5 separate regions of the Sus scrofa genome follow, and all the other regions are linked to region 1. A link is a contact called in public Hi-C and HiChIP or PLAC-seq data. All regions are on one chromosome and are shown on one strand. Each heading gives the region's core, a stretch centred on a gene start, on an enhancer-like site or on the middle of the called end of the contact. The rest is flanking DNA. Distances are from core to core; before and after follow the strand shown.

Region 1 (5,688 bases), core at 1,453-3,952:
TTCAGTGAAGTGGGGGGGATGAAAAAGCTGACTGAAATGGGCTTAAAGAGGAGAAAATGGAAGACGCAAGCATAGGCAAGTTTAGGAGGTTTGCTGCAATTGGGAAGGAGCGGACAGGAGTGGGAAGTGAGAAGAGGGAGTATTTAAAAGGTTGGGGTAAGAACCACTTTTCTATGCTGCTCAGGAAAAAATCCTAGAGAGAGAAAAACAGAAAATGAAAAAAAAAAAAAGGGAGAATTACTGAACGATGGCCTAAAGAAAGTGACAAGGAATGGACCTGAGTGGAGGGTGTGGCTTCTGCTAGGAATATGAAGCATTTACTTACTGTAATGGGAAGGAGGCAAGGAATATGATACAGACACAGGTAAGTGGGAAGAAGCAGTGGTGGTAGCTTATACATGTCTCTTTCTTTCTTTCTCTCTCTCTCTTTTGGCTGCACGTGCGGCATATGCAAAGTCCCGGGCCAGGGACCAAGCCCTTGCCACAGCAGTGATCTGAGCCGCTGCAGTGACAATGCCAGATCCTTAACCCACTGAGTGACAAGGACACTCAAAAGTTTTCTAATTCCTTCTACTTTCTCAGCAAAACAGGAAGTTCATCAGCTGAGAGTGAGAGCGGGTCAGAAGATGTTCAAGGAGAAGGTGGCACTGAGTCATCAGGAGACTCCAAGTGGACAGACCAGGGAAATACGGCATGACTGTCGGACAATGTAAACATCCCAGCGAGGTGAGCGATTCTGACTTCAAGGGCTAGAACTCCAATACCACCGCCAATGTCCTATGTGAGCAGCAGGCATCTTGAACTGAAGCCTTTACAAATTTTGTTCACACAACAACTAACTTCTCTTGTTTTGCTTTCAAGCTCACCAAATAAATTTCTTAACTGTGATTGGCTTTCTCACTTAAGTTTCCTTTCAGGAAGGGAATGCCCTGGGCTTCAGAACTTGGAGTATTCTGGTCTCTCCTAAATGAACATGTTTGTGTTTTGGTTTTATATATTAAAAAAAGAAATTCAATGTGTGGATGCATGATTAAGGCAGATGCACTATCATCCTGATTCTAACACTGAGAACGTCCACACCTCCCGAGACTTGGCTTCCAGCAACTCTGGACACTGCCCCGGAGCCTGACCAATAAGATGAACCAATGCAATGCAGCACTGGAATGGGGGACAGGCCAATGAACTCTCTGTTATCTGTTTCTCCAGCTGTGAACAGCTCACAGTCTCCTTAAAGTCCCTTCCCAGCTAAAATTCAATTTTATGAACCCACCTCAAGAAACTCATACTTGCACAGACCAAACAGTTTTGATGAAAAGGGATGGATCAGCAGAAGTTTAGGTGTAGGCTGGAAAGGGAGATGCCAGAAAAGGCTGTATTTCAAAGCCCCAACATCTCTTGCTTGGTTATCGAGGCTTAAACAATTTCCAAATTCGGAGATGAGAACCTGGCACGTCCCAATTTCACCTTTAGGAAACTGCGTCGATTTAAAATTGTGCTTCATATTCTTTCCTTTGAGCTGGGATCCAAGCAGTACCCTGTGAGCATTTCAAAGGCCCCACACGCCAAACCTCAAAACTCAGTTTAACTCACCTCACAACCCCCCGGAAGCGCCTCCCTTTGGGTTCTAGGCGATTGGGAACACGGAGCGAGAGCGTGGGCCTGGGCTGGGGCCCGGGGAGGGGGCAAGGGACTCACATTTGTCAATCAGAGCATCCTCGCATTCTAGGCCGAAGATCTGCAACTCCTCCCGCAAGAGCTGGGCGGACACGGCCATGATGACCCAGGACGGGGGCCGGGGCCGAGCCCACCCAGCTCCGACCTGACGCCAAGAAACCCACGGCCGTGGAGATCGATGAGCAGGACGCGGTTCCTCCGATCCTTTCGCTCTCCGGGGGGCTGAGACCGAAAGTGACCAAATAATCCAAGACCTCAGGCGGTCAGAAAGCCCTGGCCGTCAGTCTCAGAGAAATACTTTTTATTTTCTTTTTTTCCCGAAGCTCCCAAATGCCTGAAGGAAGGGAGCAGAAATCTTGAGAAGTCACTCTTCTAGGGGAGAAGGCCCTACTTCCTAAAAGCCACCGGGGAGCATCTCTGTGACGGGAGAACCGAGCAGGCCGGAAAAACCCGCCAAATGGTTTGCACGGCGCGCGCATGCGCGAGGCCCGCTCAACCCCACCCCTTCGCCTCGACTTCCTTCTCTCTGTTCCCGGACTACGCGCGCGCACGCGCGTCCGAGGGCGCGTGCGCACGAACGCCCGCACGGCGGATCGCGCGTGTGCGCCTGATGGTCGGCCCGCCCTACCGCGGCTGCGCAGTCATCTTTTACTGGGCTCAGAAGAGAGGCGCGGGCGCGCTGTTGCCCGCTCTCACCCGCTCCCTGCATGGAAACCGCGGTTCTGTACCAGTCGCGGATGACTCTTCCGGCCACCGTCTGCTCCGCGAAGCTCTGTGATGTATGCTTGTCACCCTTTTGTCCGTGCCTTCGTGCGCAGGCCGTGGCGTGTACGTGCCTTCAAATGTCTCAAACATTCTGTGTCCAACACGCGGGAGAGGAAAGTCTTGTCCCTGCTCTTGTCTCCCGCGTCATCTCTGCATCATCTCTGCACTCAGCGCGACTTCCTTAGGGAATCTGGTTGCCATGGTTATCATCGCGGCTACCACCAGTAGTCACAGCCACAGTCGTATAGGTCTATTTTCTGGAGCCCAAATCTCCATTGGCTCAGCTTAGATCAAATAACGCTAGGCATCATACTTGGCTAATGGGATGGTAGGTTGGTAGAGTCTCTAGAATAAAGTTCGGCAGTATGATATCAGTTATTAAGATTGTTCATTCTCTTTTGACTTAGCATTTCTTATCCTAAGAAAACCGGCCAGAATCCAAAGTTTTATAAACAAAGATGCTCATTTTGTAATTTACAGTAAAAAATAAAATAAATGGAAACTGAGTATCCGGGGAGGAAAGTACAGGCTATCACTAGAACAGTGATTCTCAAGACCTCACTACATGGGGAGTTCCCATTGTGGCGCAGCTCTAAATGAATCCGACTAGTATCTATGCTGATGAGGTTGGATCCCTGGCCTGGCTCAGTGGGTTGGGGATCTGCCCCCTCTCTCTGTGAGCTGCGCTGTAGGTTGCAGGTGCGGCTCAGATCCCTCGTTGCTCTGGCGTGGGCCAGCAGCTGTAGCTCGGATTCCACCCCCAGCCTGGGAACTCCCATATGGCCAGAGTGCAGCCCTAAAAAGAAAAAAAAAAAGACTGCACTGCAGAGGCCAGAGACACTTAGGGAGCATTTTAGGGCATACGATGAGGGAAGAAAAGCCAGGAAGAGTCCTGTCTTGGCCTCAAACCAACCATGTGAAACAGGGTGTAGTCTGCATGTAAACCACAGTTGGGGGAGGGCTGGAGAGGGAAAACCATCTTAGGCTTCTTTCTTACTGGTAGGTACAAATGGCAGAGGGTGGGAGCAGTTCACCTGGGTACAAGCAATAAAGCATATATTTGTTTTCTATTGCTGTGTAATTATTTACTGTAAATTATTGTGATAATTTAACCCGTAAATTTAGTGGGTTAAAACAGCATTTGTTTTATTTGTCCACAGAGCTGTAGCTCAGAAGTCTGGACACAGCATGTCTGCATTCTCAGTAAGGCTGAAATCAAAGTGTTGGCTAAGTTGCATTCCCACAGAGACACTGTTTTTAAAGGGCTCCTGTTGTTAGGTTAGGACCACTTTCTTTCTTTCTTTCTTTCTTTTTTTTTTTTTTTTTTTGTCTTTTTGCCTTTTCTTGAGCTGCTCCTGTGGCATAGGGAGGTTCCCAGGCTAGGGGTCCAATCGGAGCTGTAGCCACCGGCCTACGCCAGAGCCACAGCAATGCCAGATCCGAGCCGCGTCTGCGACCTACACCACAGCTCAGGGCAATGCCAGATCCTTAACCTACTGAGTGAGGCCAGGGATCCAACCTGCAACCTCATGGTTCCTAGTTAGATTCATTAACCACTGTGCCACAGTGGGAACTCCAGGACCACTTTCTTAAGATCAACTGGTTTGGGAATATAATTACATCTGCAAAATCTCTTTATAGCAGTGTGAAGAGGGCACTGTTCCAGCAGAAAAAGCCATTGACCCCAAAGAGCACAACAAAGAAAAAAACAAAAGAGGAAGTTTTAGGAACAATGGCATGATCTGTTTTGAAATATAGACTGCCTGGAGCTCCCGTCATGGCTCAGTGGTTAATGAATCTGACTAGGAGCCTTGAGGTTGCAGGTTCGATCCCTGGCCTCGCTCAGTGGGTTAAGGATCCGGCGTTGCCGTGAGCTGTGGTGTAGGTTGCAGACTCGGCTCGGATCCTGCATTGCTGTGGCTCTGGTGTGGGCTGGTGGCTACAGCTCTGATTAGACCCCTAGCCTGGGAACCTCCATATGCCACAGGAGCGGCCCTAGAAAAGACAGAAAGCCAAAAAAAAAAACAAAACAAAAAAGGAATGCCTTCAACATTGGGTATAATTTCATTCATAATTACCGAAATATGTCTCAGAGTGGAGAGTTAGCAAGTCATCTGCACTGGTGTGAAGTAGGCTAAGAACAATGCTGCTCACCCGCTTTCCTGTTCTGAATTCGGAGCTGTCTGTAATTATCTGCATACGGGGGGATTATCTGCATCCTTGAGGGATGGGGGAGTCCAGCAACTGGTTCTGAGCTCTTATGGAAAGCTTTCAAGAGCATGTCAAGACCCTCTCTAGAATGTGGGATTGCTTATCATGTGTTGTACTCAGATGACAGGGAAAAAGCTCATTCTACATCCTGTTACAAATGCTTAGTGGCCATTGGATTTCCTCTACAACTTGCAGGTTTCCAGCTTTTGTCCTTTGCCTTTTCTTACCAAGTAAGCAGGAGCTGTTTGTATATCAAAGACCAGGGATTGCAAACTATGGCCCTTAGGCCAAAGTTGACCAGCCACCTGTTTTCATAAGGCCAGTAATAAAGAATAGTTTTTACTTTTTTAAATGGTTGGAAAAAAACTAATTTTCCGGAGTTCCCATCATGGCTCAGCGGTTAATGACCCAGACTAGCATTCATGAGGACACAGGTTGAATCCCTGGCCTTGCTGGGTGGGTTAAGGATCTGATGTTACCATGAGCTGTGAGATAGGCCAGTGGCTATAGCTCCCATTCAACCCCTAGCCTGGGAACCTCCATATGCCACAGGTTCTGCCCTAAAGAGGCAAAAAAACAAAAAAACAAAAAAACAAAAACCCAAAACTAATTTTCCATGATGTGTGGGAATTACAAGAAATGCAAACTTCAGTACCTATAAAGTCTTCTTGGAACACAGCCATGCATATTTGTTGATGAACGGTGTGTGGTTGCCTTTGTGCTACAGAGACAGACTTGAATAGTTGTGACGGAGACCTTGTGTGGCTGTTAAGCCTCAAATATTTACTGTCTGGCTCTTTGCAGAAAATGTTTGCAGATCTCTGCCATGGACAATAACCACTGTCCATCAGATGTATTGCATACATATGTTCCCCAACCTCTTTTTTTTTAGCGAAAGTATTTTTATTTTCCTCCAGTTTTATTGAGATATAATTGACATACAACATAGCATAAATTTAAGGTATACAATTGACATACAACATTGCATAAATTTAAGGTATACAGCATAATGCTTTCACTTACCTCATAAAGTGCTTG
Region 2 (5,688 bases), core at 1,412-3,911, 250 kb before region 1:
TCCAGCTCCAATTTGAGTCACTCCTGACTCTGTCTCCTCTCTCTGACCTGACAGCAGTGACGTCCAGGGTCTGCCCTGAGCCCTCTTCTCTCGAGGAGCTGAGGCCATCCTTCCCTGCGGCTGCAAATGTCTCTGTTGGCTGGGGACCCGAGTCCGTCTCCAGGGCAGACATTCTGTCTGAGCCCCAGGCTCCTGGACTGTTCCACTTGGATCAACACAAGCATCTCAAACTCAGCAAGTCCCGAACAGAGCCCGCCCCCCCCCCCCCCGCCCCTGGTCTCCCTCTCCTCCGTTGCCTTCCTCACCCACCCAGGGGCTCAGGCCAGACACCCGGGAGCCCTTCACAGCACCTGCCTCTGCGGTACCTTCCGCTTCACCTCATCCCCAGATTCCACCTCCCAAACACATCTCCACAACAGCCAAGCTGCATCATCTCTCTTGGGAAGGTGGCAACACACACCCCTTGCCCTGATACGGCCCCCCCTGCAATGGAAATAAAACCTCAACTCCCCACGAGGCCTCCCGCCTCCGGATGCTCTCTCTCTCCCTGGTTCCACCCCGTTGCTCAGCTCGCCTTCTCTCGGTTCCTAGGAGAAGTGAGTCTCTTTTCTAGCCCTCATTCCCACTCCACCCCATGCTCCTATGTAAGTAAATTGTCCGCTGAAGGCCCTTCAATCTCCTGGGGCCTCCTGCAGGCTTTCCCCAGCTGGGCTGGCTTCGCACCCAGTTAACTCCTGCTCCTCCTCCAGCTTCTTTCTGGCTTAAAAGTCCCTTTCTCCCAGGGGCTTCCTGGACCTCCAGGTCCCGCCACTGCCCTTCTTTCCAGCTCCCTGCTCTTCGCTGTCCCAGCACCAACCTCTGTCACAGCTTTCCATGTGGGAAATGATTTACTGTCTGTCTCCTCCAGGACAGAAGCGCCAAGAGGGCAGAGATTGGTTCGACTCTTTAGCAAGAGCATGTGTCAGGTTCCTAGTTTGTTGAATGAATAGATGCCCATTTTACAGGTGAAAAAAACTGAGATTCAGAAAGATTAGGGCTCCAACCCTCATCTGTTTATGCCGTGTTGCAAGGTGAGTCACGGCCTGCTCAAGACAGAGGAGGTCAGGTTCAGATGCGTATGAAGGAGAATAACTACAAAACGCTCAGCCCTGGAGTTCCCATTGCGGCTCAGAGGTAATGAATGTGGCTAGCATCCATGAGGACTTGGGTTCGACTCCTGGCCTCCCTCAGTGGGTTAGAGGGTCTGGATCTGGTGTTGATGTGAGCTGCAGTGTAGGTTGCAGCCTCGCTGTGGCTGTGGCGTTGGCTGGTGGCTACAGCTCTGATTTGACCCCCAGGGCCTGGGAACTTCCCGAAGTCGTGGGTGTGGCCCTAAAAAAGACAAAATAAATAAATAAATAAAACAAAATGCTCAGCCCTACACCTGACCGGTGGTAAACAGTCCTATCTCCTGCCTCAGTGTGTGACCCGAGGGATCGCGGGGCGGGGGGGGGGGGGGCTGCTGCTACACACCCTCCTAGCTCCCCTGGGGTGCAGGATTGTTCCCATCCTACCTTTGCAATTCCCGGCTGTCTGCACAGAGCCTGAGCCCACTGAGCAATTCAGCAGGGGTCCACTAAAGGGTCTCCCTCAGCCCCCGCCCCCTGATAAGCCCACCCTCAAGGGAAAAACCATGAGTTCCTTGCACAGGTGTGCTCGGGGACTTGAAGGCAAGTCCCTGAACCCCCATTCCCTCAGTCAGAGGGCAACCCCTCATCCCCTCGGAGAGAGGGTGTCACCTTGACTTGACTGCGTCGTGTTCTGGTCACGCCCACCCCCTGCTGAGTTCTGTGAGTCAGAGACTGAATCCTAGGGTCTCCTGGCCAGACCCCCTGGGTATGGCGTGGGACCAAGGACACTGCAGCCTTCCAGAGCCTCACTTCCAGACCAGGGGACAGGCCTGGCCCCTCTCCAGCCTTGACCAAACTCAAGCCCCCTCCCTAGCTCCTGCCACCCCCTGCCCTGGGGCCCTGCTGTGCCCCTCCCCAGCCCCGGGGCCCTCAAGCATCACCCCCCTCCTCCCGGCTGTTAGCCTGGGAAGGGGGCCAGGTCCTGAGCTCAGACCTTGGCGATTCCGGAGTGTCTGAGGCCCAGAGCCAGCCCCGCCAGCCCGGCCAGACAAGGCAAAGGGGTGGGGGCAGGGTGGGCACCAGGAAAGCCATTTAGAGGGGGGCGGGCAGGGAAACTGGCTTTCAAGCTTGGTCCTATCGGCTCCTCTCCGGGACCCCAGGGCCGTCTGGCTGGGCCACCGCGGAGGCCCTGGCTAAGGGGTGCTCCCTCCTTGAGTCCTCTGCTTGGAGGGGACTGGACCAGAACTAATGAGAGGTGACTTTGGGGTGGTGAGACAGTCCTGCGCAAAGAAGCAGGGCTCCTGCCCCCCTGGCCTCCCCCAGCCTCGGTGGCCCAATTTGATGCCCGCGGGCCGGAGGTGGGCGCGGGCCTCCCGGCCCCGCCCGGAGGAATCCGGCGGGGCGGCCCGCGGTCCCAGGTGAGGGCCCTCTGGAGCGGGCCCAGCGCGGCGGCGGCGGCGGGTTCCGGCGGGGCGGGCATCTGGGGCGGGGACCGCCCCCAGCCTCCACCCGCCCGCACACCCTCGCTCCCCCAGGCGGCAGCGACGACGCTTTAAACCGAAAAAAACTGTCTCCCTGGCCCGGGGCCAGCGTCCCAGCCCCCCTCGCCGCCGCCGCGCCGCGCTCCAGCCAGGGAAAACAACTGCTCACTTCTCCCTGCGTCCGCCCCGCGCGCTCCCTGCTTCCCGGCGGCCGCGGGAGCCCAGCCCGGCCGGGGGAGGCGCGGAGCGGGCCGGCCGCCCAGCCTTCCCTTCCCCTCGCGCCTCCTCTCCGCCTCCACTTGCTCCGGCCTCCTCGCTCCGGCCTCAGTTCGCGGCCTTCGCAGGCCGCCGGCCCCGGCTCGTGGCGGGGCTCCTTCCCGCGGCGGTGGAAGTTTCTGGGCGCCCCGCAGTCCAGCCTCCATCTCTCCGCCTCTCCCCGGGCCCGCGCCTGCTGTCCCCTCCCCGCGCGCTTCCTCCGATCCTCTCCCTCGCGGCCCTCTCTACCCCTCTCCCGGGGCTCCCGGCTCGCTCGCTCCCCTCCTCGGGCGCCGGGACCATCGCCCCCGCCCGGGCGCGCCCCCCGGGTCCTGCGGCCCCGGATGCCCGGGCCCCGTGGGGCTGCTGGAGGCCTGGCCCCTGAGATGCGCGGGGCGGGGGCGGGGGCGGGGGCGGCGGGGCTGCTGGCACTGCTGCTGCCGCTGCTGCTGGGCCCGGGCGGCGGGGCCGAGGGGGGGCCGGCGGGCGAGAGGAGCGCTGGCGGGGGCGGGGCGCTGGCCCGCGAGCGCTTCAAGGTGGTCTTTGCGCCCGTCATCTGCAAGCGGACCTGTCTCAAGGGCCAGTGTCGGGACAGTTGTCAGCAGGGCTCCAACATGACGCTCATCGGAGAGAACGGCCACAGCACCGATACCCTCACGGGCTCCGGCTTCCGCGTGGGTGAGGGCCAGGGGCAGGGGCAGGGGGAGCGGGGACGGCAAGCACCGCGACGAATGCCGGATCCAGGGCAGGGGAGGCCAGGTGACACGGGAGGTGGGGGCTGGGTTCAGAGCAGGGCCTGAGGGCTGGGGCTCCAGGGACAGGAGGGCCGGGGGCTGGGGGTGGGGGCGGTGCTTGGGAGGCTAGAGTCCTGGGGTGGGAGAGGGGAGGGCTGCGTGGAAGCCCGGACTGCACAGCTTTGGGTTCAGATTGAGGCCTGAGGTGGCTGTAAGGCTGGGGTCCTGGCCAGCACCGGCCTCTAGAAAAGTGCTGGATTCTGAGAGGGCGTCCGGGTCAGCTGGCAGGGGTTTGAGGGATGCGTGCTTTCGAGGGGCAGGAAGTCTCAGAGAAGGGCTGAGTATTCCCCCAAGAAACAGACTTGCTGAAGAAACAGGAAAAGCCTCTAAAAAAATGTCTAAAGTAGGGCCTGCCAGCGGTAGACACCTGCATTCTCTGGGAGGAGGAGCTAAGGTCAGGGCTGGGAGTGAGGGAATTAGTGACTGGCAGGTCTTAGAGGGGAGGGGAGTTGAGGCCTAACACTGGCGGTGGGGGCTGGCTGGGGGCCTCAGTCTCTCCTTCCGGATGCCCCCTCTGTGCTTCCCTGATAAGCTCTCCACAGCTCTGCCTCGGTCTCCCCCCTAGCCAGCCCTGATAAGTCCCCAGGTCCACCTGGAGCCCCCGCTTTCCCAACATCTGTCTTCAAAGGGCCAGCCTGGGGCCCAGCTCTCCCCGCGCAGAGCCCTATGGGCCAGGCTGGGGGAGGTGTCCCCGCAGTAATTACCCTCCTGGACAGGGTAATTAGGCCAGGCCCAGGATGGCACCAGCAAAACAGCCCCTCTGACAATTTTCTATACTCACATACCCACTCACAGACCCGAGGAACCCCACAGATGTGGTTCCCCGTTCTCATGAGGTGTGTGTGTGTGTGTGTGTGTGTGTGTGTGTGTGTGTGCGCGCGCACCCGCGCGCCTGTGCGCTGGTGCATGGCACACACATGAGGGCATACACAGGCTTTGGAGCAGCACCCTGGGATTAAGTACGTGTTTCTTTGAGTTGTCTTGGGTGCGTGTGTGCAGACACTATGGGAGTGTTTATGTAAGCCTGTGTTGGTGTCAGAATGAGTCTGTGCATGTGTGTGTGTGATGAGATGACTGTGCGTGTGAGTGTACACAGGCCGGCCTCCCAAGCCCCCTGGCCGTCCTGCCCAGGCTGCTGTCTCCATCTGTGCTGCCCACATCCCCCAGGCTCGGCGCCCAGGCCACAGTGGGCGGGTGTCACTGGGAGGTCACCCTCACCGCTATGGGTGACTCACTGGGAGGCAGGAAGGAGAGGATCCTGCCTCCCCCAGCCCAGAACACACCCCTTCTGCCCTGAGAGCCTGGCCCCAGGAGGCCAGCCAGGATGGGCTGGTCTGGGATGCTCTTAGCCAGGCCCTGATGGCCATGTGTGTGGGCTGTCCCTCTGAGGCCCTCAGGTTTCCAGAGAGTAGTACCCCCACCTGCCCATCCTGGGAAGGGAGGGCAGCCATGCGGCAGGTGGGAGAGGGGCTGGGGCTGGGGCTGGGGCTGGAGCGTGAGCTCAGGTCCCCATGGCTGGACTTCAGATATGAGTGTATGACAGTAAGACAGAGATCCCGTCCTCTCAATGAGTCGCCCCTTCATTCATTCCTGCTGCACCTTCTCTGGCACCCAGAGCTGAGGCCCCCTTTATGGTGTGGGGAACAGACCTGAGTATAACCATGTTGAGTGCTGGGCAGAGTTGGGCAGAGCTGGGTGGAGGGTGGGTGGGATATGAGGAAAGGCTCCCTTCCTGGAGGAGGAGATGAGACTGGAAGGCTGAGATGTGACTATGCAGAGATGGGGACAAGGCTCTGGGGGGGTAGGGGGGGCATGATGAAAGCCAGGGAGGCAGAGGACGTGGCATGTTTTATAGGAGATGGGAGGTGAGTCCTGGAGCATAGGGTGCACGTGGAGAGAGCAGAGGCAGGAATGGACTGAAAGAAGGTTCCTTCTGGGCCACGAGAGCAGGCAGGAAAGCAAGCTATGAGCAGGTGTCTGACCCTGCCAGAGCTTTTTGTGAGGCAAGGGTCTTGAGGATGCTGGGAGATGGACAGGCGGGGCAGGGGC
Region 3 (5,688 bases), core at 2,383-4,882, 220 kb before region 1:
GCTGAGACACGGAGAGGGCAAGGAGCTTGTCCAAAATCACACAGCTAAGAAGCAGTCTTGGGGAAGCTGTGACCCAGTGGTGTGGCACCTTGCTGTGCTGCACCCGGTGAAGAAGGGCTGTCACACCCCCATTGACAAAGGAGGCGGCCAAGGCTCAAGGTCACCAGCCGGGCAGGGATTATAACTCTGTGCTCTGTGTTTCCCAAATTCCTGTGACCTCTGTGGCACCCTCACCGCCACAGCCACTGCCTGGCCCAGCGGAGGTGACCTCTAACCGGGGCTGGGGAGGACCTGGTTGGCCCTCAAGCAGCTCAGTCTAGCGTGGGGAGCAAGCTCGGCGCTCTGACGACAGAGTTCAGGGGAGCAAAGGCCCAGAGAGAGGCCAAACCACATCCATGGGGTCACACTGAGAGTCACAGCTGGGCTCTCCACACCGACCCACCCAACGACAGGAGGCGGGGCCTCTGGGCCCCTCCAACTGCCATTAACAGCCTATTTCCTACGGGGCACACACTAAGGAGAAGGGCCGCCTGCAGAGCCAACCATGTGAGAAGAACTCCAGGTAACAGAGCTCATGCTGTCCCCACACTGCCCAGGAGGCAACAGGGCTCAGAGATTCCAGCACCTTCTCCTTCAAGATGCCACTCAGGTACCTCATCGTCAAGGCCCTCCAAGCCCCTGCCTAAGTTAAACTTCCGCCAACCATCCAGGCACCCCCCCGCCCCCGCCCTTTATTCCAGATTCTCAGGCACCAAGGCTGGGTGAGAGCAGGTGTCCGGGACAGCGGGACAGCGCCTCTCCCCCTCACTCCCTGTGGTCAGCAGGTACTGCGGTTAACCTCGTCATGCAGATACGGAAACGGAGGTTCAAAGAGATTAGGCCGAGGGCTCCCTCCTCACCATCTTCCATTTTTTGCTGTTCCCTCTGCCTGGAACATTCTTCCCCGGGTACCATCCCCGTGCCTCCCACCTTCACACTCTTCAGGTCTCAGCTCAAATCACCCCTAAGAGAGCCCTTCCCTGAGCACCCCACCCTCACTCTCCTGGCCTTATCCCCATCCCAGGAAGCACATGTTTCTTCCTTTATGTTTTCTGTCCCTTTCTCCCAGTGAGATGGAGGCCTGGTCCAATTATCCTCAGCTGGATCATCCTTGGGGGGCAGGGGTCTGAGCCTGACTCTCCCTCCCCACCCTGCTACCCACACCACAGCCCAGCATCAGGACAGGTCTAGAATGTAAGTGTGCAGTTAACAGGGGGCCAGGAGCAGACACTAAGCTCCTACTAGGGGCCAAGCACTATACCACGCACTTCAAACTCACTGACTCCTCACCAAACTTCTTTGAAGTAGGTACTATTATTGGGACTGAGTGTCAGCCAAGGGAAGTCACACATAAATAACAGTTGGAGCCAAGGTTTAAGCACAGAGAGCCTAGCTCTACAGTCTGTGCTCATCTCCAAGGGTCTAATTCTCAGGGGGCCTGAAAAGTGGGTGGTGGAGACTGGGTGAAGAACGTCGGGCCAAAGCCCACAGTGGGGCAGGGGGCTCACCTGAATCTCTTCCAGGAAGAGGTTGGTCTCCACAAAGCGGTTGTTCATGAAGCCTCCAGGCGCCCGGCAGTTCTGCAGGAAGCGGGCTGGGTTGGGACGAACCTTGGGGTTGGCTCCGACCAGCTCACAGTAATGGGGCACCAGTGATTTGGGGATCTGTGGGAGAAGCAGCAAGGTCAGGGCAGGGGCCACCTGGCTGGCGGACAGGGGCTGGGGTGGGGTCAGATATTCACCTTTCCAGGGTTTCGCAGGGCGGCTGCACGAGGTAGGGGCCCATTGAAGACTTCCCAGATGAGGCAGCCCAGGCGCCACATGTCGGCTGACCTGAGGCAGTGACCAGAGCTGCTCAAGGCCCAGCCACCTGCCAGCATAAAACTCCAACCTATGCTGAGCACCAGGCACTCACTGCATGGCAGACCCTGTGCTCTGTTCCTCAGCTCATCCTCCCATCAGCCCCGAGAAGTAGGTTTCATCAGCCCCATTTGACAGATAAGGAAACTGAGGCTCAGAGAAGCAAAGACACCCACCCCGGGTGACACAATTTTCAAATTCAGAACCACCTAACCCCAAAGTCTGTGTTTATCCTGCCCTACTTCCCTGAGGATCCTCGGAGCAAGGAGTGGGCCCACCCTGAGGACCCTGGTCCCCTCCCAGCTGGGCAGCAAGGGACAAGGGAGTGACATATAATCTAGGGGGCCCGAAGCTGCAGGGGCTTCCAGAACAGGGCAGGTTGGGGCATGCCGCCCCCAGTCACCCACCACTTCTCTCTGACTGCTTTGCCACTGCCATCGGCCAACTCTGGGGGATCGTACTGCTCAAGTTCGGGGACCCCCTTGCGGGGAGGACCCCCACCATTGCCCTGCGCCGAATACATGTAGTCCAGGCCCCCAAGCTTCCACTCCCCAGCGCGGTCCACGAACACAGCGGCCATGCAGACATTATTGTGGATGAGGCTGCAGTCGTTGACCAGGAAGCTGAGGGCTTTCTGGGGACAGAAGGAGCCATCACAGCCCTGTACCTGCAGCCCCCCCATCCCTGCAATCATCACCACTACCCCCCCACCTCACCACAATTTGGTGTAGCCCCCAGGAGAGCTCCATCTCCCTCAGATCACCAGTCTCTGTTCGAGCCTTGAGGTACGCTGCCAGCGGGGTCACAGCCTCCGTCACCACGTGGAGGCATTTTTCTGTCTGAAGAAGGACGTGGAGTATCAGCGCAGAGTGGAGAAGAAGCAGGGGGATGAGAGACGTGATGGGGACCGGGTGGAGAAGGGGAAGTCAAATCTGGGGGTTACTGGGGCAGGGGGCTGGGAAGGGGCAGGAAGGCAGGAGCAGGAGACTGGGAGAAAGTGAGGGGCAGAGACAGAGCAGACTGAGCGGCCGGTAGGTACCTCCAGCCCATCGATGTAGGCCAGGATGTTGGGGTGCCGGAGAGTTTTGAGGCGCTTGAAGGCGGCTTTGGCCACCTGGGTTTGCTCTTCGGCGCCGGGCTTCACATCATAGACGAAGATGGACACCGGGCTGCCTGTGGCCTGGGGCAGAACAGAGGGGCCTCAGGGGTGTGGGCCGAGCCCCAAGCTGACCACTCCATCTCCGAGATGGTCCCCGGAGCTAAGTACCGGAAAGGAAGACCCGCCGGCCGGGTCTCCCCCCAGGACAGCCCTTGGGGACTGAGTCGGGCCCACGTAACCCCGGTTGGGTGCGCCTGTTGGTCCCTCGGTCCTTCCGCCCGCCACGTCGGCACTACCCGTCCCCCTCCCCCGGCCCGTTGCCCTAGAGGCTCCGCAGCCACGTCAGGCGGGGCGCGACGCGGCGGGGCCGGCGGCGCTGACTAGGCGAGACCGAGGTCGGCCGAGGCCTGCGGAGCGGGGCCGCGCTCACCTTCTTGCGGCCGCGGTGCAGGGCCCAGGGTCCGGGCGGGCTGCCCTCGGGAGGTTCCGGGCTGAGCTCAAACGGGAAATCCCGGACCGGGTCCCGAGCAAAGAACCACATCGTCCCCGCCGCCGCCGCCGCCGCCGCCGCCGCCGCGGCCTCGGGCGCTTCAGCTCCGGGTCCTCCCGCTGCCCGAGCCGGGGCGGGGCGGGGCGGGGGCGGGACGGGGGCGGGGTCGGCCGTGGCGAGGGCGGGTCTGTGTGGGCGGGGCCTCGTGGGGGCGGGGCTGGTGGGCGGGGCGGGGCTGGTGGGCGGGGCGGGGATCCGAGGGCGGCAGGTACTGGGGAGACCAACCCTCCTTCACCCCCTGCCCTGGCGGATCACCCAAACTCTCAGGGCCTCTGTGTCTTTATATCTAAAATGTGGAAAGCCTGAGAAGGGACAGAGGATAGGGAAACGGAGACAAGGAGGCGGGGAGATGGGGAGACGCCAGAGGAAATCGTCAGAGAGACAGACATGAAGGGGTGCAGGGTTCAGTGAGGAGTGAGGAAGAGACTTAGAGAAGATGACTCTCCCCAAACCAGACGCTCTCCCACACCAGCCAGTGGGCACCTCCAGGATGCGGTGAGGATCAAGTTGGTGGAATGACTGAGTGACCAGGGAAGAGGCACAAGGAAGCAAAGCCGGTGAGAAGGAGCGTGGGTGAGAGGCAGAGAGGGAAGCAAAGGTCCTGAGGAGGTCTAGGAACCCTGAGACAGGGAGAGGGGACCTGGGGAGGGGAAAGGCAGTGACCCCAGGAAAGAAGGGTAGGAGGAACAGCCCAGCAAGTTCAGAAGAAGCCAGGAGGCCAGGAGGGGCCCCTGCTCTCCTGGGCTCAGTAGAACTGGCTCTGTGTCTCCAGGGTCAGCACCTCCAGACCCCAGCACCTGTGCAGATAGGGGCTGTCAGTGGCAGAATGGTGTCAACAGCTCAAATGCCATTCATGCTGGAGGAGACCCAGCTCCTTAGCTGGACAGAGCCCAGCATCCAGGAGGGGCTGGGCTGGCAATGGTTTCTCCAAAAGTAAGGTCACGTTCATTACAACACTATTTACAATAGCCAAAACATGGAAACAAGCTAAATGTCCATCGACAGAGGAGTGGATCAAGAAGATGTGGTACATATACACAATGGAATATTACTCAGCCATTAAAAAGAACGAAATACCAGCATTTTTTGCAACATGAATGGACCTAGAAACTATCATTCTAAGTGAAGTCAGCCAGACAATGAGACACCAACATCAAATGCTTTCACTCACATGTGGAATCTGAAAAAAGGACAGACTGAACTTCTTTGCAGAACAGATGCTGACTCACAGACATTGAAAAACTTATCGTCTTCGGAGGAGACAGTTTAGGGGGTGAGGGGATGTGCTTGGGCTGTGGGATGGAAATCCTGTGAAATCAAATTGTTATGATCATTATACAACTACAGATGTAATAAATTCATTTGAGTAATTAAAATAAAATAAAAAGATTTTAAAAAATAAAACAAAACACAAAGGAAATTAAAACTTGTTCATCACTATGTGTCAAACACTGTATCAGGCAGTTCTGCACACAGTAACCCACTTGGAAGTTACTTGGCCTCTCTGTGCCTTATTTCCTTGTCTGTACAAACAAACCTCCTGGTGCTAGAATTTCATCAGTACTGTTTTTTTAAAAAAAGAAAGAGACTGAGGTTCTATATGCAAGATACTCAGAACAAGGCCTGCAACTGAAAGTGCTCAATAAATGTGAGGAGTTTATTTCATTCAAAACAAAACAAAACAAAACAAAAAAAGGTCACATGGAACCCAGGGTTGGGGACAGTCTTGCAGCTGCATCCTACAGAAGATGGATGAGATGCTGGAATTAATTAGGAAACATCTGGCTGGGATGCCTTTGGGAGCAGGTTCAAGGGCAGGGATGCCAAAGTCAGTAGGCTGGGTTCACTGGCTGTGGAGACTCACCTTACCTGGGAGCCTCGGTTCCCCCATCTGTAAATTGGGGTGGACGGTGCCCTGTGCCTCACCTGACACCGCTCCTCAGCAGTGACTCGTTCTCCCTTTTCTTGTTCAAGTACCCATGCAGGATGCTGGGAGGAGGATCCGACACAGTGGGGGCTGTTCAGGGCAGAACAAAAATAATAACTAGAGAGCCTCCTGTGGCTTCACTAGGAAGACGGTGACCACATCGGGAGTAAGGGAGTTCCCGTTGTGGCTCAGCAGGTTAGAATCTCACATAGTA
Region 4 (5,688 bases), core at 999-3,498, 190 kb before region 1:
ACTTGTCTTCCGAGTTTTCCACTTCAAATTTCTAATCTTCTTTCTCCACTAATACTTCCATCAACTTCCAAAGAAAGCCTTAAGGCTTCAAATGACGCAGTTTTGATCGCGCCGTGAATTTGAAGGCATTTCTTAAATCACCTTCAACTGACCTTTAAAGATGGCTTTTAAAACATTTTAATCCATCTACGACTGGACTTTAAAAGTATTGTTTAGGTTCTATTTATAGCATTACGTTTGAACAATAATCTAAAAAGCTGCCCTTCAATTTAAGACTTTAAAATTCCATACTTTGCAGTCCTGTCTCGGCAACTCCTTTTAAAATTAGCTTTCTCACTCCATGAAGAAGCTTCAGCTCTTAACCTCCGTCATGTTCTAATATTATCTTTTTTCTTCTTTCTTCCTTTCTCACACTATTTTTTAAGGACGTCTCCATTTTCCCCTAAAATAAGACCTTCTTATTAATTATCAAATCTACTCTCACGAATTTAACTCAAAACTACAGCTCAGTATTTTCGCTAATTTATAATTCCTAGAGAATAAGAGTAATCCCTATCTTAACAGAAAAACTTATCTGCGGTCTCCTCAAGAAGCGTTTCCTGCCTCTCAGCCGTCTCTGCTCTCGCTGCCTCAATGCCTGCCTCCCGACCCGCAGCGCGCGGCGTATTTATAGCCCAAGGACACCTCACACCCCCGTCATCCAATAACCCTCCGCCGCCTTTGTGAGGGAAGCAAAAATAGTTCCTCGGAAGGAGTTAAAAATAGAATCTGGTTTATAAGACTCTAGGTTTTTCCTTAACAGTTTATATAACTTGCTCGCAAACTCTGTACCCAGATGTTTAAGTAGATTTGAACTGAAAACTTGAGTAAAAACAATGGAAACCACGTTTAAACAGACCATCAAACAGCTGACAAAAACTCAGAATTACTTGGAAATGTTTTAGTAGCTTTTAAAATACCTTCTGTGTTTCCTTGGAGTACAGTAGGTACAATTTAGTGCTTTGGAGGCTAGGAAAGTAAAACTAAGTTTGCTGATGGCCTTCATTTCCATTATGTAACCGAGCTTCAGCCTCACAAATAGAGCGGAGCCATCTTAGAAGGACCGAAGGGTGGGAGTTTCGCCCCCATGGGCCGCAGGTCCTGAGGATTATACCACACCGTCTTGATTGCCATTTTATTCGTGAGATCCGATCAGCCCAGGTGATCTATGTAAGAATTGGACTAAATGTGGAAATCCACTTCTGGAAAATGTCTGACAGCCACTCTTTACCACTGTTGCCTGCAACAGAGCTGGTCACGCATCGCAAGGGATTAGGACCAAAATTGAGGCATCCAGGTGGGCTTATCTTAATTTGAAAAACTTCGTGTTTTTATTGTTGATTTAGTAGGTAGGAAACATCAGCTAGGACACCCCTCCCCCCATGCTTTTGGTTGTTGCCTTCTTGGGACATTTTAAATGAAGCCTGGATTAACTTTTTCAAACGTGAACCGTCTCTAAGCTTCTAGGCCTGTCTCTCTAAAGTGTTCAAAACCTAAGTCCAATCAAAACTAACTTTACATGTCCTCTTTAAATTATCTGAAAAGGCCAGGTTTCACCTCCGAAGATATTGCGACCTTGAGCCGTCAGTGGGGGAGGGAACTTGTTCTCAAATTATTTACGAACCTTTACTGCTGGTCTGCTTTTCTAGGTTCTAATGTTTTTACGTATTTTGTATTATCTCTGGTTTGACTCCTTTTAAGACTTTTAAAAGTGGAGCTGGGAGGAAAATAAAATTTTTCTCCAAACCCAAAGCCTCCCTTTCTGCGGTTTTATTTTTAAAGCACCCCGTGTTTCCCACCTGGGTGGAAAAGCGGAGGGAAGCGCCAGGGCGGAACTGGCTGCTGTGTCTCAAGGACTCTAGGAGAAGCCTCGGTCCCCAGGGCGGCAAAGGGGACCCGAGTGAGGCTTGAGGACTTAGAAATGACAATGGCGCCAGGGAGCGTCCCAGATACCGGCTTCCAAGCGGCTAAAGCGGCTGAGGCGCGAAGAAGAAGCAGGTGAGAGGCCCAGCGGGGTGGGCGCGAGCCCCCGGGGCCGAGGGGGTGGGGGACAGGCTTCCCGGCCCAGCGCTGCCCGCGGCCGCAGAAAAGGGAGAAGCGGTGGGGGAGGGGTGCTACCCGAGCGCCGCGCCCCTTCCCCCCGCCCCCCCCAAGCCTGCCTCGCGCAGGGATATGCTGGCCGTGAGCCGCCGCCTCCCTTTGTGAGGCGTAGGCTCGCGGGCGGGCGCCGCCGGTTCTAACCGGTTCCAGCCGGTCCCGGCCGCCTCCGGGAGGGATGGCGGTTGGCGCAGCCCGCCACTGCGCACGCGCGCCCCGCCCCCACAGGGCCCCCGCCGGTCCTGGGGAAAGGGGTGGGGGAGGGCGGACCTGGTCCCCGGCGAGGACCTTCCGGGCTGCCCTTTCGCCCTCGGACCGCTCTTGGGCAGCTCTTCCTTTGCCGGCCCTGTGCCCTCTTTCCCTTTCCAGCCTGGGTCGGCTTTTTCTTCCCCTTTCCTGTTCTTTGTCGTTTCCTCCTTATTGTCGCAAAGTCATCTGTTAATGAAAAATTTGCACGTCATTCCCTTGGAGGTATCAAATTCTGTTTATCGTAACATCCCTTGAGTGCGTGTATGTCACCAGATCTTAGTGTCTAGAATGTTCAAAGGGGTCTCAGACCTTGCAGCTGCCTGGGCACTTTTTTTTTTTTTTTTCTAGAACAATCCAGTGGTGGTGAGCTAACATGGAGAGCGCCAGGGCTTGCGATGGCTTAGAGCGTGGAGGTCAGGACAGGGTGGGGACGGCCACCCTTTATTTCAGAACCTCTGAGATGGTGTGTGTTTAGACAGTGACACCGGCAGGGGAAGATGGAGTTTAGTATCGTGGGGTTGGTTAGGATGGCAACTAAATAACGACATAGGAGTTGTAAAAAGTCCCCGGTCTGTATTTTTAAAACTGCTGGCAATGGTTGTGGAAGGATCTCGAAGCAGGCTTGGGGGCTCTGGCAATTGAGAGTACTGTCTCCTGTTAACCTTCCACCTTCACCCGTCCCCCGCCACGATAAATAAAGCAGGGCCAGTTTAAGCAGCTATTTTAAATGGTCCCTGGCAGAGCTGTTCTTGTTTAATCAGTCTTTCTCCCTGAAGAGTGGAATATTACTGAGATGCAGATGGTTCCCTTCAGACTCAGTCTTGATGTTTGCTCTGGGACTGGAAAATTTTTAGTAGAATTTTACAGCTGGAAGGAGGAACACTGAGTTGGGTCACCTCGTTTTACAGATGGGGATTTGGGGGCCTGGGGAGTTTGTGATTTGCCTAAAACCAGACACAGCTAATTAGTACCTGAACCTATTCTTGAATCGAGGATTTCAACTTCACTGCACCTCTTTTTCTCCCCCACTACCTCCCACCCCACCCTCACCCAGTCCTTCTGTCAGCCCCCACAACTGATGTTTTTGCTAGGGCTGGGGGAGGACCTAGCCCCTGTCTGTCATCTGAGATCTGTCTCCCACTGCGGAGCTGCTGAAATGAATTTTAAGAGTCCTAAAGTGCTTTAAATAATTGTCAGTGCAGCTAAACCAGTCGTCTCCATCCGCCTTACACATGGATGATACTGTTAGAACGGCTGTATGTCACTTGGCTAATTCTCCCTGAATCTGGGGAAAGAGATTTGAACGAAGCTCAGCACTCAGAAGTCTCTTGTGCAGAGAGATGGCTTGCCAAAGCAAGAGACAAATATTCTTGTTTTCCCAGTTGGTAAGTGAAAAACATTTTAGAGGTTATGGACACTAGGCCCAAAGATTTACTGCCTTCATCTCTCCTAGCTCTTGCTTCTCAGAACTGTCTAGCTGTCTCCAAAATGCTCTAATTGCTTCCTCTACTTCCTGATATACTAAGCCTCTTTTTTTCCTGAAAGATGTGTTTAAACAAGATGGCCTAAAATCACCATGTTCTTTGGTGAGAAGGTAAATAATACACTTGCTTAAGTGTTCTTCTGTCAACTCTCTTGAGCTAAGGATCCCTTTAACATAAAACTAAGTTTTCTTGGAGTTCCCGTCGTGGCTCGGTAGTTAACGAGTCCGACTAGGAACCATGAAGTTGAGGGTTCGATCCCTGGCCTTGCTCAGTGGGTTAAGGATCCGGCGTTCCTGTGAGCTGTTGTGTGGGTCGCAGATGCGGCTCGGGGTTGCTGTGGCTGTGGCATAGGCTGGCGGCTACAGCTCCAATTCGACCCCTAGCCTGGGAACCTCCATATGCCATGGGAGCAGCCCTAGAAAAGACAAAAACAAAAAAACTAAGTTTTCTTTAAGGCAGCTTTCCTCTGGCCTCCATCCATGTGCCTTTTAACTTCATCAGGTCCTAAGGCAGCGGCTCTCAATACCCTGTTTATTCTTCTCTACCTTACTCTGAAACCTAGTCTTCATTTGGGCCCAAGGGCCTAGGTATAAGAGGGCTAGTCCGTTTTGGAGGTTCATCTTGTGCTCCGCACCCACCCCACCCTCAGAAGAGCCCTCACTAAAAATAGGAGGCCCTTGGTTCTGGTTTCTGGCAATTACTCCCCTGACAAACAGCCTGTGACCTTGGGCAGGAGCCCAAATAACTTCTCAATGGCAATTTCCTTATGCATGAAACAAGGAGATGGGATGAAAGAAGTGTTGATGCCAATTCTATAAAATGCTGTAGACAAAGAGATGGGCAGGAAACAGGATTTTAGGTCTCCTGGCCCCGGGGCACTGAAAAGGACTAAAGCAGCAGAAATTTAGAATCAGGCCTCCAGATTCTAAATCCCAGTCCTCCGGAGTCACTCAGGCCAGAAACATCCAGAGAATGCTGGCAACCGCTCCACCTCCTTCCCTTCTGAGCAAGGCCAGTCAGGCTTAGTCAAGAGTTTCTAAGGCCCTTCCTTTCTGGGTCCAGGGTTCCCAGGCCAGTCTGGGCCCGTCTTCAGCAAAACCTGGTCTCCCCTCAGGCCTCTTTTGTCCTCATCTTTATTCTTGGGATAGTTATCTAATCCTGCTTTGCCAGAGACAGTTTTGAAATGCAGATAGATAAAAGGCCAGAGGAGTGCCCCCGGAAAGAACTTTCTAGTTTTCTAAAGACTCAAGGAATGCGCAGTTCCCAGCCCCCTCCTGCCGCCCACTTTCCGAAGCTGGAAGCTGATCTCAGGAACAAAGACAGCACCGGAGTTCAGCTCCCTCCTCCCCACAGCAGCCAACTCCCCGGGCAGGGAAAAAACCCGGCGATGACGCAGCAGCTCTGAGCTCCATCCTGCAGAAGAGAGGGCGTTGTTTTCTAGAGGGTTTGGGACAGCTAAAAATGTCCTTGGGGAAGGGGCGAAAGCTGCCAGTGGAATCCCGCAGACTCACTCCTACCTCTCAGAGGGCCGAGGGTCCTTTTAGCAAAAACAAGTTACAGAAACTACAAAAGGCTGTGTCATCGGCCTTCCCCAAAGTGCTGTGGGGCCTGGGCCACCACCAGGCCTTTCCCTCACAGGCCCTGAACGTCCCTAGGCCAAGGAGCAAGGGAGCAGAAGGCTTCTGCGTAGGTGGAATCCTCTTTCTGGGGGACAACTCGGCGAAATTATCTTGAAAAAGAGGTTTCTCACCCCCGGGCCAAGACCTCAGTGCTGCTAGCTCCCTTCTCTAGTTTATTCCTCACACAATGTCCTTGGCCC
Region 5 (5,688 bases), core at 1,022-3,521, 140 kb after region 1:
CCTGGAAAAAAAAGAGCAGAGCTAAGGCAAAAGACAGAAGCTAAGGTACCAGAAGGCTCCCAAGATGATGATCATAAAAAGGCTTGGAAGTTCACGAGGCGTTTCATCCTCCCTCAGTGATGATCTCACTCAGAGTAAAGAGCAGGATCCTCATCCCACCTCCAAGTCCCTCCAGAAGCGGCCCCTCCACCCCAGTCACCACCACCCGCCTCCTCCCTCAACTCCCTGCTGCACTCTCGATACACCAGACATGCTCTCTTGAGAACTTTTGCTCTTGCTGTTTCCTCCCCCAAATCCTTCTCCTCATGGCTGGCTCCTCCTCATCAAAGCCTTGCTCAAACGTCACCACCTCAGAGGGGCCTTCTCATACTTACCCTATCTAAAGACAGACCTCCCCCCCAACACATTATCTTTTCCTCTTGCTCTACATTTGCTCATAGCACTTATTACTACTTTTATTTGTGCGTTCACTTATTCAGAATTCCTGGGAGAAATTTCTCAGCATAGAAATCATGATTTCTTGCTGTTTGATGCTGGTATTAACATATAGAGGGGCACCTGCTCATTGAACCTGCTTCAAATCAGATCAAAGAACAGCGATTATGTGTTACTACACCCACTGCTGTGACAGTAGCAGAATAAGAATTGTCAGAACGAGTGCCAGAGGTTCCCGGAACATTCCTATAAACTGCAGGCAGATCCATAGGACCAAGGACATGCGGGTCCAAAATTATTACAGAGAACTGAAGAGTGCGTTTCTTCAACACAGGACAGAAGCTAGTGTGGATGACAGCTGAACATTGTCTAGCACTGTCTTGAGTAGAGAATAAAGGGGGAAGAAGGGGCAAAACCCCTTTATATGATCTTTGTGTGTTACTGTCATACACTTTCTGTCTCTTCGCTTCATTGAAAAAAGAGAAAGCAAGGGGAAAGAGGGAAAGGGCAAGGAAGGAATGAAATAGAGAGAAAAAGGAAGAAAAGGGGAAAAAAAAGTGAGAGAGAAAGAGTGATAAGCTCATGTTCAAGACAGACCTGAATCAGCGAACAAAGCTACCACTAATGAGAGAAACTAATCATTACTGAGCCGTCCTTACTGTTGGAAATTCTAAGTGCTTCAGATAAATTCGTTTCTTTTAAAAATTTCATTTGTCCTTTCTTTTCTTTGGTCCCCAAAACAACCCTCTGAGAACAGTTAATACTGTTTGATGACTCGTCATCAAACCACAAAGGCTCTGAGAGAGAGGCGTGAGAGTGGATTAATGTCAGGGCAGGACTGGAATCTGGCTTCCCCAACAAAGGAGGAACTGGGGAATATGGGACTGTGTGGAGTGTGTCCCAGTAGGAGAATCACCTGTGGCTGAGATGAACTTGTTGTAGTTCTCATACACCAGGGTCTGCATGTCGCTGTCTAGAGCCCGGATCTGCCGCACCATATCGGTCTCACTGTCCATCAGCTGGGCCAGTGGGCATTCTCTACGCAGCTGGAAGAAATCGGGTGGTTAGTGTTCAGGACAGGGGGCACCCATGTCCTCCAGCCTTGCCCCTAACTGGTAGGCTTTCGGTGCAAGAAAACTCTGATCTCAACCCTGTCAGGGCTCTCAGGTAAGGAGCCTACAAGTAGCATAGCTCGGGAATTACCAGGTTGGACTCTATTAGGAATGTGTCAGCGTTTGAAATCCTCAGATGCTGTCACGGACCAGTTCTACGCCTGTCGGCGCCAGGGCCACGCCCCGTATCTCGGGTCTGTTCGAACATCGGTCCAGGAGACCTCAGACTTCGCACCATCTCAGGCCAGTACGAGTTTCCCCACGCCCTCTTATCCTCCAGCTCTGCCCCTACTGCCCGGCCCAGGGTCGTCCTGCTTTTATGAACCTCTGCTCCCCTCATCTGGGGGTGCAGTATATCGAGGGCCTGTCCCCCTCCCTCCCCCATACACACACCTTGTCCAGATACACTTCCGGGTCGAAGTGCGCCCCATTGAGGTCTGTCGGGTCCAGGGGGTCCGGCCCCACGGGGCGCCCCGCCGCCTCACCCTCTGAAAGGCCGTAGTAAAGTTTCAGCATCCCGTGCGCCTTCCGCCGACGCTCCGGAGCGTCCGCCTCGGGCCCCTCCGGGGAGCCCCCAGGTCCAGACCCCGGCCCAGGCCCAGCGGCTGCCGCCGCCATGGCTCCAACTGCAGCCCACGGGCGTGAGGCTGGGCAGGGGACCGGGAGGAGGCACTTCCGGGAGCCATAGAGTTGCTGCAACGAGGCAGTCCTTCAGGTGAAACGTCCCCCCGCAGCCCTGAGTCCTTCGAGACTAGAGTTCCCACCCCGCATTCTTCCTCCCCAAGCGAGGGGTTCCTGAGAGCCCTGGTTCCCCCAGCTTCTCAGGCGTAAGGATTTTGTGGAACTGTCCTCCCAGAAGGAGGGCGGCTTGTGGCTTCCAACCCCGCACCCTCGCAGGCAAGAGCCCACGCAATACGTCCCTAGACTCGGTGGACAGAGCGCGGGCCGTGGAGCCAGAGAGCTTATGCCTGGCATTCTGCCACTACCTTGTTACGGGAGCAGCAGTTTCAGTTTCCCCCGGATTCCTAATATTGGGGTACATATTTCGCAAGGGAGGTACGAGGATTAAATGCAGGCACAGTGCCTCTAGCGCAGCGTTTTGCATGGCCTGGTCCTCTGATGTTCATCAGAATGGCTTCAGAATTACCCGTAGCAGCACCTTGAGAAGCGGACTCCCTTCAGCTCTAGCTTCTCTCTCTCTTTTAAGTCCTGAAGTAGTTCTGGTGCACTTGAATTTGAGAACTCCCATTATACTGTGCTTAGAAGACACACTTGGCAAACCTTAAGTGACTGATGGAATGTGCTAAGTGAGGGGTTGGGTGGAGATGGTGAAGATAATTCTCAGGTTTTCTTTGAACAAAGTTACAGCTCACCTAGGTGAAGAGCTGAAGATAGGGAACGACTTAGAGTACAGATTGAGACATGCCGAGTTTGAATGGATGAAAAAGGAGAAAAAGGCTTCATCAGTGTGGTCCTTGAAATATTACTTATGATGGACTGAGGGGAACCAGGGGTGGAACAGAAACAACTTTATTTATTCTTTGGCAGGGATCCTGCAGGCCAAACACAGCCCTCCACCTGTTTTCATATTGCCTGTAAGCTAAGAATTTTTTCCCCTTTTTAAATGGTTGAAAAAGAATGACATTTCATGATATGCAAAAGTTATATGAAATTTATATTTCAGTGCCTATAAATAAATAGCTTTATGGGAACACATCATGCTCATTTGTTTACATATTACCTATGTCTGCTTTTGCACTACAAAGCACAGTTGAGTGGCTGCAACAGAATCATATGGTTGGCAACACCTAAAACATTTATTATCTGTTCTTTCACACAAAAAGTTTGCTGACTCAATGAATGGGATGTTTAGAGGGTATATAAAAATACACGTGAAGATTTCAGCTTATGAAGCTATAATCTTAGGAAAAATGAAGAGAATACAAAGATTTAGATCTACTCCAAGAAATCTATAAACTGAAAAAAAGTTGCAGTTCCCATCGTGGCTCAGCGGTTAACAAATCCGACTAGGAACCATAAGGTTGCAGGTTCGATCCCTGCCCTTGCTCAGTGGGTTAAGGATCCGGTGTTGCCGTGAGCTGTGGTGTAGGTTTCAGATGCGGCTCGGATCCTGCGTTGCTGTGGCTCTGGCGTAGGCAGGCAGTGACAGCTCCGATTGGACCCCTAGGCTGGGAACCTCCATATGCCGCGGGTGCAGCCCTAGAAAAGGCAAAAAGACAACAACAACTTAAAAAAAGTTGCAGGCGAGTTCCTGTTGTGGAGCAGCAGAAATGAATCTGACTAGGAACCATGAGGTTGCGGGTTTGATCTCTGGCCTTGCTCAGTGGGTTAAGGATCTGGCCTTGCTGTGAGCTGTGGTGTAGATCGCAGACACAGCTTGGATCTGGTGTGGTTGTGGCGTAGGCTGGCAGCTGTAGCTCCAATTAGACCCCTAGCCTGGGACCCTCCATATGCAGAGAGTGCAGCCCTAAAAAGCCAAAAAAAAAAAAACAGCAACATTGCAGGGAATTAGTTTCCCTGTGCAGAAGGTTAAGTATCCAATGTCACTGCAGTGGCTCTGGTTGCTGCTTTGGTGCAAGTTTGACCCCTGGCCTGGGAACTTCTGCATGCTTTGGGCATGGTCAAAATCAAAGCAAAACAAAAGGCTACACAATACTGTTAAAATTATTATGCAAAATTTGGAATAGAGACAAAGAGTGTAGCATGATTGTCCAATATCATACTGGGGCATTATTTAACAAGCCCACCCGAGGATTATTTAATCACCCATCAGATTGTACACTTGTTTGATTTTGCTAGATATTGCCCCAGAGCAATGCAAAACATTTATAGCCAGTTGAAAAATAACCTCAAAACTTTGTTTGTATTGCCCTGTAGGACATCAACCAATTTTGGGGGATTTTGTTTTTGTCTTTTAATATTTATTTATCTTATTTAGGGCCACTGGTGTGGCATATGGAAGTTCTCAGGCTCTAACACTACTGCTTTAAGGAAGGAGAGGGGGTCTTGGATTGACCTGGGACCCAGCTTCTGGGGCAAACAGGAGGCAATGGGGCTGGCCAAGTTCAACATCCACTTTTCTACTTTAGCTCCTGGGAGCCTGCCACGTCCCTCCACATCATTTCCGGTCATTTTTCTGGCTTATCTTGTTGACGGTGTTGAAGTGTTCACCTCCTACATGTACGGAGGAAATGTTTCCTTCTTGGCTTCTGTCCCTACCTGTTCCACAGGCTGGGGTAGAACTGGATCTCAGTACTGATCCCCTCACTCACTGGCTGTGAAAACTTGAGCTGACAAGCCCTCTTGGCCTCAGACTCGGGTGTAGTAAAATCGGACTTGTGCCACCAGCCCCAGCTTTCTCCTGGGACTCTTGCACTGGCAGGGGTGATGGGTGTGAAAATGCTGAGTGCAGGGAGGTGGCACAGCGTGGAGAGCTGGTCGGCAACATGTGTTGGAAGAACATCTGGGGAGGAGATGGAAAAGCCAGGGGCTCTCCCGGCCCCGCCTGGGGAGGGTATGGGGAAGGTCCTGGCACAACTGTGGAGAATCTGTTGTTCCTTCCCTTCCTCCCTCCCCATGAGGGGCTGGAACAAATACTTGGAGCGGTGCGATCCGGCCCAGGCCTGCCCTCACCTGGCCACGCCCTCCAGTTATACTGGAGAGATTTTATTAGGAGAGATTACACTGAGCCTCTCCTCTGCCCGAGACTTGCTGCGGACCTACAACTCCCCCTCCACTATCCTGAGCCCATCTTTCACCTGAAGGATGTGCCCACGCTACCTCCTGTAAACAACTGTCAGGGACTCAGTGAGAAGATTCACCCAGGAGCACAAAGCATTGGTTGGGATGGCGAGGAATGCTGGCCCTTCCGCAACACGATGGGCCCTGCACCTTTTTTTTTCTTTCGCTTTTTAGGGCTGTGCCCACAGCATATGGAAATTCCCAGGATAGGGGTCCAATCAGAGCCAAAGCTACCTGCCTGTATCAAAACCACAGCAACACCAGACCTAAGCCATGGCCACAGCAACACCAGAGCCAAGCCATGCCTGCGACCTACACCACAGCTCACGGCAACGCCAGATCCTTTAACCTGCCGAGTGGGGCCAGAGATTGAACCCCA

The links. Hi-C and Micro-C count contacts between places; a contact is called where the count stands out from the background. HiChIP or PLAC-seq counts read pairs in DNA pulled down with a chosen protein or histone mark.
Region 2: an H3K27ac HiChIP or PLAC-seq map of alveolar macrophages shows a contact between it and region 1, with 4 times the contacts expected there. The contact joins the promoter of LTBP3 here to the promoter of POLA2 in region 1. A contact is called at or near these places in 1 of 5 promoter capture datasets (fetal liver) and 1 of 2 datasets of contacts at active chromatin or transcription factors (alveolar macrophages).
Region 3: a Hi-C map of mesenteric adipose tissue shows a contact between it and region 1, with 1.9 times the contacts expected there. The contact joins the promoter of SCYL1 here to the promoter of POLA2 in region 1. A contact is called at or near these places in 1 of 5 promoter capture datasets (liver), 7 of 47 Hi-C or Micro-C datasets (embryonic fibroblasts, heart right ventricle, mesenteric adipose tissue and 4 more) and 1 of 2 datasets of contacts at active chromatin or transcription factors (alveolar macrophages).
Region 4: an H3K27ac HiChIP or PLAC-seq map of alveolar macrophages shows a contact between it and region 1. The contact joins the enhancer-like site here to the promoter of POLA2 in region 1. A contact is called at or near these places in 1 of 5 promoter capture datasets (fetal liver), 5 of 47 Hi-C or Micro-C datasets (heart right ventricle, mesenteric adipose tissue, omental adipose tissue and 2 more) and 2 of 2 datasets of contacts at active chromatin or transcription factors (alveolar macrophages and skeletal muscle).
Region 5: an H3K27ac HiChIP or PLAC-seq map of alveolar macrophages shows a contact between it and region 1. The contact joins the promoter of VPS51 here to the promoter of POLA2 in region 1. A contact is called at or near these places in 1 of 5 promoter capture datasets (liver), 3 of 47 Hi-C or Micro-C datasets (embryonic fibroblasts, epiblast stem cells and retroperitoneal adipose tissue) and 2 of 2 datasets of contacts at active chromatin or transcription factors (alveolar macrophages and skeletal muscle).

Annotation. Positions count from the first base shown.
Region 1 is chr2:6,947,587-6,953,274 of Sscrofa11.1, forward strand. It overlaps POLA2 (DNA polymerase alpha subunit B), which reads right to left and starts at 2,703. Exons shown (of 18, transcript XM_013994111.2): 1 at 1,696-2,703. The coding sequence starts at 1,774.
Region 2 is chr2:6,698,794-6,704,481 of Sscrofa11.1, forward strand. It overlaps LTBP3 (latent-transforming growth factor beta-binding protein 3), which reads left to right and starts at 2,662. Exons shown (of 28, transcript XM_021082854.1): 1 at 2,662-3,523. The coding sequence starts at 3,190.
Region 3 is chr2:6,729,845-6,735,532 of Sscrofa11.1, forward strand. SCYL1 (N-terminal kinase-like protein) reads right to left here and starts at 3,633. Exons shown (of 18, transcript XM_003122558.5): 1 at 3,428-3,633; 2 at 2,938-3,078; 3 at 2,615-2,737; 4 at 2,306-2,532; 5 at 1,781-1,871; 6 at 1,548-1,703. The coding sequence starts at 3,538.
Region 4 is chr2:6,756,538-6,762,225 of Sscrofa11.1, forward strand. LOC102163816 (a long non-coding RNA gene) reads left to right here. Exons shown (of 4, transcript XR_002341443.1): 1 at 1-1,336; 2 at 1,822-2,037. Among named protein-coding and RNA genes, the nearest start is that of SCYL1, 26 kb to the left of the region's middle. Within about 2 kb of position 2,249, at least 72 of the 83 cell types and tissues checked have an H3K27ac peak or open chromatin away from gene starts, as enhancers often do. A contact at or near this core is called in alveolar macrophages, fetal liver, mesenteric adipose tissue and 4 more, where this site is marked.
Region 5 is chr2:7,092,627-7,098,314 of Sscrofa11.1, forward strand. It overlaps VPS51 (vacuolar protein sorting-associated protein 51 homolog), which reads right to left and starts at 2,272. Exons shown (of 10, transcript XM_003122565.5): 1 at 1,941-2,272; 2 at 1,352-1,481. The coding sequence starts at 2,165.